Linked DNA regions of Lactuca sativa: region 2 is linked to region 1. A link is a contact called in public Hi-C data. All regions are on one chromosome and are shown on one strand. The core of a region is the stretch at or near the end of the contact, and the rest is flanking DNA. Distances in the headings are between cores, read along the strand shown.

What was found. A called contact is a pair of places that touch in the nucleus more often than the background predicts.
Region 2: a contact with region 1 is called in a Hi-C map of leaf, with 10 times the contacts expected there. The contact joins the promoter of LOC111894705 here to the promoter of LOC111889165 in region 1. A contact is called at or near these places in 3 of 4 Hi-C or Micro-C datasets (leaf and seed).

Annotation. Positions count from the first base shown.
Region 1 is chr4:254,088,654-254,092,252 of Lsat_Salinas_v11, forward strand. It overlaps LOC111889165, which reads left to right and starts at 1,518. Exons shown (of 1, transcript XM_023885307.3): 1 at 1,518-2,475. The coding sequence starts at 1,636. The coding sequence ends at 2,124. LOC111889159 reads right to left here. Exons shown (of 1, transcript XM_023885301.3): 1 at 3,203-3,599. The coding sequence ends at 3,414.
Region 2 is chr4:254,416,011-254,419,591 of Lsat_Salinas_v11, forward strand. It overlaps LOC111894705 (low-temperature-induced cysteine proteinase), which reads left to right and starts at 2,305. Exons shown (of 5, transcript XM_023890797.3): 1 at 2,305-2,868; 2 at 3,484-3,581. The coding sequence starts at 2,382.

The sequences.
Region 1 (3,599 bases), core at 268-2,767:
TCAGAAATCACGTCAGACTAGACCTGTAAACCGAGAGGACGACGATGAAAAGGAGATTCTGGGTGGTCGTTGGAACCTTTATGAAGCTGCAATTGGAATTCCAATATTAGTGTTTAGAATTAACATATTTAATTTCGTTTCCAAATATAGAAGAGTTCAGCAACAAAAACCCAACTTCAAAGTGAAGAAATCTAGGTTTCATCAATGGAATCCTAAACTCAAAATTGATGCAAGAGGTGAAAAAGTATGTTGGATTAAAAGGCCATACCAGGAATCATCAAGAACAATTCTCAAAATCTTCATTGTACGTTTGGAACCTTTATAAGCTCCTCCAAACTACAACTAAGTTTATTCTCCACCGTCTCTGTTTTCCTCCACTCTTTTGATTATAATTCTTCAACAACCCACATGGAATCCATTTGTTCCTCCCATCGTCGCCTCCGCCTTCGCCTCCACCACCGCCATCAGATCTACATAAAAATTCAACAAATATCTCATTTGTATCACGCAGATCAAACCTAAACCTCGATGTGGATTTCGTTGGGCCTCTATAAGTAAGAGATGATTCATCAAATTGGCTTGATTTCAAACCTTCCTCCTCGTATGAATAACAATGTTTTTGACCGAATAAGTAAGAGAGAATGTAGATTCAGCAACTTTATCATCGAGTAAAAAAAATGGCTACAAAGTTTTTGTATTTGGTGGGTGAGGACATAATATGATTTGGATTTTATGTTTATTCTTTTAGTGAAATAAAGACCGAAACCGGTAATTACAAGGGACATTTTTTCAGATAAATTCGGACTTCATTCCGTTTTTTCACAAAAAAATATAAAAAATAGTTGGATGATTTAAAAGGTGTGACATATCGTAAAAACCGGTTTGAACCGGCCGGTCGAACCGGTTGGACCGAGAACTGGGAGAAGGAGCGGTTCAACTATAACCGGTTTTACATTGATTTCTGAATCGGATTGAACCAACCGGTTTTTAGAAAAAACCGGTTGAACCGGTCAAAATAAACCGGTTGAACCGGTTAAATCGAATAAAAACACATGAAAAATAATTATTTACATAATAAACTTTGGTGATTTTTTTCAAATCTATTTAGTTTTTTTTTTAAATAAAAACATATGGTAAATGTTATAAATTCATTTGATGTGTTTGCATTCATCAAAAATTATATTTCGTTTCGATATTATACTTTATTTTTCATTTTGACGTATACGGATTGATGTAAAACACTAAAACTTATGGTTATGTGTTATTTTAATATATTTGGATTCATCTACAATTTATTTTTATGTGTATTTTTAATGTTTGAACTTGTAAACATCAAATTCATAATTTCTATATGTATTTATACGTAGGAAAATAAAATAAAAAAACATGAAAAATATAGAAACCAGCTCACCCGACAGTCGAACCAGTTAAACCGGTTGAACCAAAAACCAACCACCATACCGGTTCGACTAAAAAATCGGTTTTTAAAACATTGTGTATCATCGTGATCATGGAAAATAACACCTTTCTTATTCTCCCCCTTCAAATTAATAAACAAAAAAACACCCTGTAATCTTGCTTTCGCCACCATTATATCATCGTACATCCATTCAATTTCCAGTTTTCATCAACACCATGACTTCTATGTTACAGAGGGAGAGATCTCTCCCTGTTTCTCAATCTTACAACACCTCTTCAAACGATCCATCTTCGGTGGTTGCCGGCATCCGCCGGAGACTCTCCTCCATGTCCTTACGGATCCAGCCCTCTTCCATCTCCGGCACCACCTCAGCTGCAACCGCATGGGCGATGCGCCGCTCCAAATCCGTTTCATCAATGGGGGAATCCACGTCTACCTCAGTCAGAAACTGGTGGGATCGGGGATGGGGATGGATCCTCTCGAGGAAACCCATATTCGCACAGGATCTGGAGTTTAATCAAGAGGAAACCTCCGTTCTCAGATCCCATGATAAAGGAAGCTGGAGACACGTCTTCTTCAAGGTTAAATCCGAGATCCGGAGACTCGTCAGATCTGATAATGTCGGCCTCCCTCAGACAGTTCGCTACAACTCCCATAGTTACGCTCACAATTTCGACGATGGCAGCAGTAAATTCCGAAGCTGATCAAGTTGGTCTCTGATCTGAGCTATACCCAAATTCAAAGATCATACAGTTACTCCGATTATGTTGTATCATATTAATATTTTTTTTTGTTTAGATCATTTACAAGGTAAGATAAGTAAATGAATGATGATGTCGGCGATGGTGGATCCAACTCCGGTGGAAGGGAATGAAATATGAATGATTATGTCAGTTCCGGTGGTGTACTGTTTTCCGATATGGCTGGATGTCGTTGGAATAGAAGACGCAAAGTAAAGTGGGCAAGGTCGTAATTTAATTTTGTAAAATTTGTTCATTGTAATTTTCAATTATTCTTAATTTGTTATATATCAAACTATTTATTGTGTTGTTTCCTTTTTTTTAGCTTAATTATTGAAATATATAATAATTGAGTTGCTAGACTTTTAGAAAAACTACAACTATTTGTTTATGCATATTAAAGTTTTTTTTTTTTTTTCTTTCTCCAAGTATTTTATAGATAAATGCTATTTCGCCGACTAAAAGAAAGTGTTAACATAAAAATAAGAGAAATAAAATATCCGTCTATTTTTTATTCCTACAAATTCTCCTACCCAATTAAATAGTGACATATATAACATTTAATACTGATTTAATGATATTTTAAAATATTAATATGACATATGTTATTATTTAAATTGATAGAAGGATTTATAGAAACAAAAGTAAAAGAATATTTAATTTCTCTAAAAATAATGTTGTATGGTATAGAATATATCAAGGTTTTAAAAAGCTCGTCATGGCTCCGCCATGGTGCGCCACGACTCCAAGGCTTGCAGCTGCCGCCAAGCTTTGCCAAAACGCCGCCTTAACTCATATATGTGTATAAAAATGAATAATAGTTGAAAATACATATAAAAATATTAATTATAAAAAAATTGCCGCCTTAAGTTACGCCTTACAAACGCCATGACTCGCCAAGGCTCAGAAAAGCTTGAGGTTTGACATTGCCGCCAAGTCACGCCTTATGTTATTTAGAACCTTGGAATATATAGTATTAAACTAATGCATTTGATCAGGCTGCCAAATGGATTAACAAGAAATTGCCTTTTAAGATAGAAGATTATTGTAGATAATAACTATTTTATTAAGATACTAATGCAATTACATACAATCATAAAAAGAAAGATTATTAATCGAATAAAATGATGAAACATTATGTATAACATCTTTCGGCTGGAATTCAATATATAGATTAAAAAATCACTCAAGAAACATTATCCTCGTGTATATGTGTGTGAAGTTTAGATAATGATTAGTTAGAATGTTCACTTTTAGGGGATCCACTTTCCATACTTTTGTGAACCAAGCTCCCCCTTATGTTGCATGTAATGTTCATCAACATCCAAATGGATACCAGGATCATTGGTAGAGTAACTACCACCAAGCTCCCCCTTATGTTGCATGTAATGTTCATCAACATCCAAATGGATACCAGGATCATTGGTAGAGTAACTACC
Region 2 (3,581 bases), core at 1,055-3,554, 330 kb after region 1:
TATATAACCCAAACGTTTAGACGATTTAATTATCATCGTACAACAAGTGAGATGGCAAACGGGCAACAAGCTGCGCCGCTAAGCCTTTTTGTATAACAAAGCTCAATCTTTTAAAGACTACATTCATAGAACTAGGGGATATACCATTGCAATGCATAATCCGTTGTACTCTATTAAGAAGCTCTACCGCATCCGGTGCGAGGAAACCAAACGTATCAAACGCAAATGGTATGAACACGTGTTGATTTTCCATGCACGATTTCTCATGTTTGTCGACTTTGCCGGTAGCAGCTTTTAAAGCAGCCAGTCTTGCCGTGAAACCCCCCACCCTCAAGCCCACGAAAAAGGATACCCCTGTAAGGTCCACACATGCATGTTTCCCTCCGACCCATCCAAAAATCAAAATGTCAATCGGTATAAGGGTTGACATTCCTTCTGTCGGGTCAATCAAGAAATTCACATGTGCCTCTTTCTTAGCGGAAACTCTTGCACGCTTAAATATATCGAACAAAACATCTCTGACCATATCGTACCTGTATTTGAACTCTGAGAGTTCTTTACAGTGAACTGCATGCTCTCTAAAGGAGTCCAAACATGCATTGTGACACACCGGACATATCTCGTCAGCTGAGAATATTGGAATCATGAGTCGATATTTGAGGATAGTACGATAATCCACAAGAGACATATGTTGGCCAAGCCCATCTATAGGGATAGCAAGAAGAAAATCTTGGGCATGTGGTGCACGTAAGCATTGGAAAACCGCTTTCTGACGGGCCATCATGTCGAGATGAACTTCCATATCTTGGACAATTTTACGAAAAATGGCACTTGCCAGCGTACTATGGGATTTAGGGGGGGGGGGGGCGGTATCTTTAATAGTAAAACTGCTAAGGTCAGAATCTGGAATCTTGTTACGAAGAGTAGCCAAGGCACCATCATAATCAGAATCCATACCATATATGTCGCTATCCCGTAAGATGTGGTCTTGCAATACCTAAGTTTGGGCCCTTGAGGCAACAAAAGCATATGAAGTAGCCTCTACTGCCGAATATAAACCCAAACCACCAAACCTGATGGGTAAGGAAGCAATGTGCCATTGTATGTCACCAAAGAAAGGGCCACCACAGACCACAATGTCCTCAATGGCCCCGCGCAACCCATTGTCAAAGAATATTGCCTCCTCCATGTGAACGGGTTGACACGTCCTCAGCTCAAAGAAAAGCTTAGCAATACCCATACAAGACCGAAGCAGAAGGAGCTCACTCTGAGGGTCAAACAATTGAGGAAGAAGGCGCATCAAATTCATAGCGTTTTCGGCTCTTTTTATGGCTAAGCTGCTAATGAAACTAGCATCTCTACTAACAGCTCCCCCCCAAGAAGTTTCACCCCCAAATGTGGCCTCCCGATGTCAGTTGGGAATAGCCCCTCATGTAGCTTCCTACCGTCGCACGAGAGCCAAAAGAGCTCGTTTTTCTTGATATTTAGTTGAAGGCCCAATTTTGGGCCAATCACCGTAATGATGTCCAACACTTTGGCCACCTCCTTCGAATCTCCAATAAGTGTGCCATCATCAAGGTACCATGCATGGAGAAGAAGCTTGCAATTGTTGCTAATATTATGCAAGAACGGGTGTAACACAAGAGCAAAGAGAAGTGGTCCCAAGGGGTCTCCTTGCTGAACCCCAGTAGTGGACCAAATATGCGTGTTGTCTAGATACAACCTTACTGCTTGACCATAGAGGAATTCTACCCACAAGGATATAGAGGGACATCTCAATCCGACCTCATGAAGCAATGTTCATCAAATATCATATATACGTTTTTAAAAATTTGGAATAATTTTCCTTTTTTTTTTTCCATCTGAAATTAAAAATCCAAAATACAAAATATATTTCTGCTTATTAAAGAATACATATACATATGTGATCTGAAATATCTTATTCGTACCAAACAAAATTAATTTGATCTGAAATACCTTATTAATGTACAATTCAACCATTAATAGTGATTACAAACGTGAAGCAAGCGACATGTGCGACTTGTTGGGCCTAACTTTTTGGATTTTCCACCAATCGCATCTTCTCCAGCAAACTATTCACACTTCACTCCTCGAGATTTTTTTTAAAACAAAAAAATCTTCTAGTAGATAATGTTTATACAAATACTTGAAATACGTATAAATTCATCTTTCGAAAATATCAAATAATTTGATACCACTTTTCATCTATCCACTCGTTATATAATTCTATTTAAAATTAAAATTCGAATTAAGTATTCCAATCCCCATCTCCTTTTCCCATTATAAAACCAAACGCCCTATCCCCACCATTCCCACTCCATTATTCTCTTCTCTCTATCTCATCTCCTCCGCCTGCAACCATGAAGGTCGTATCCATGGCTATCCTCTTCCTTTTCGCCCTCTTCGCCGTCTCCTCCGCCCTCGACATGTCGATCATCGGCTACGACGCCACACATATGACCTCCGGCGATTCCTCTTCCACCAACTGGCGTACTGACGATGAAGTCAATGCTATGTACGAGTCATGGCTCGTGAAACACGGTAAAACCTACAACGCTCTTGGGGAAAAGGACAGGAGGTTTCAGATCTTCAAGGATAACCTCAAGTTCATCGACGAACACAACTCCGGCGACCATTCCTATAAGGTTGGACTTAACAAGTTCGCCGATCTGACAAACGAAGAGTACCGGAAAACCTACACCGGAATCAAGACGATCGACGCTAAGAAGAAGGTTTCCAAGGCTAAGAGCGACCGGTACGCCGCCAGCCCCGCCGATGACTTGCCGGAATCGATTGATTGGAGAGCAAAAGGCGCCGTTTCGCAGGTCAAAGATCAAGGAAGCTGCGGTGAGTTATTTCCTTTCCATAAATAATTTGAAAAAGTATCGGTAACATAATCGCAATCACGAACAAAAAAGTATATGCATCATGAATCATGACTGACGTATATAACTCATATTGACGAAAATAACCCTGTATCAGTGAAGGGTATTTAGGTAATTAGCATAGTAGTTAGGCGTCCTTTACTCGAATCAGTTTTGTTCATAGTCAAAATTATAGGGTGTGTCGTCGTAGTTTATCGATGATTTGGATAATGGGTAAACGAAGAAGGACAATAACGTAATTTACTTTTGTTATTAATAATCTAAAAAATACAATCATAGATCTTATCAAACCTATGCATACTCTCTTTTTTAAAGAAATTCAGTGGCTACCTATTATCAACGTTCATGAACCACAACCAACCACATCATTCATTAAAAAAAGTAGTTTCTTTTTCTTTTATATAACTTCTAATCAAGCCAATCCAATATTTGGCTCTTTAGTGAAAGAAATTCAATTAATGTATTTAGTGAATTTTGTTTATAATTAACTATTAAATAGTTTTTAACAAAAAGTAATATATACAATATAATTGCTATTTCTTGCATTTAACACTTTGATGTTCATGTTTTCTTGTAGGGAGTTGTTGGGCGTTTTCAACCACAGGATCAGTGGAAGGGATCAACCAGATCGTGACAGGCGATTTGATTTCCATCTCAGAACAAGAGCTTGTGGAC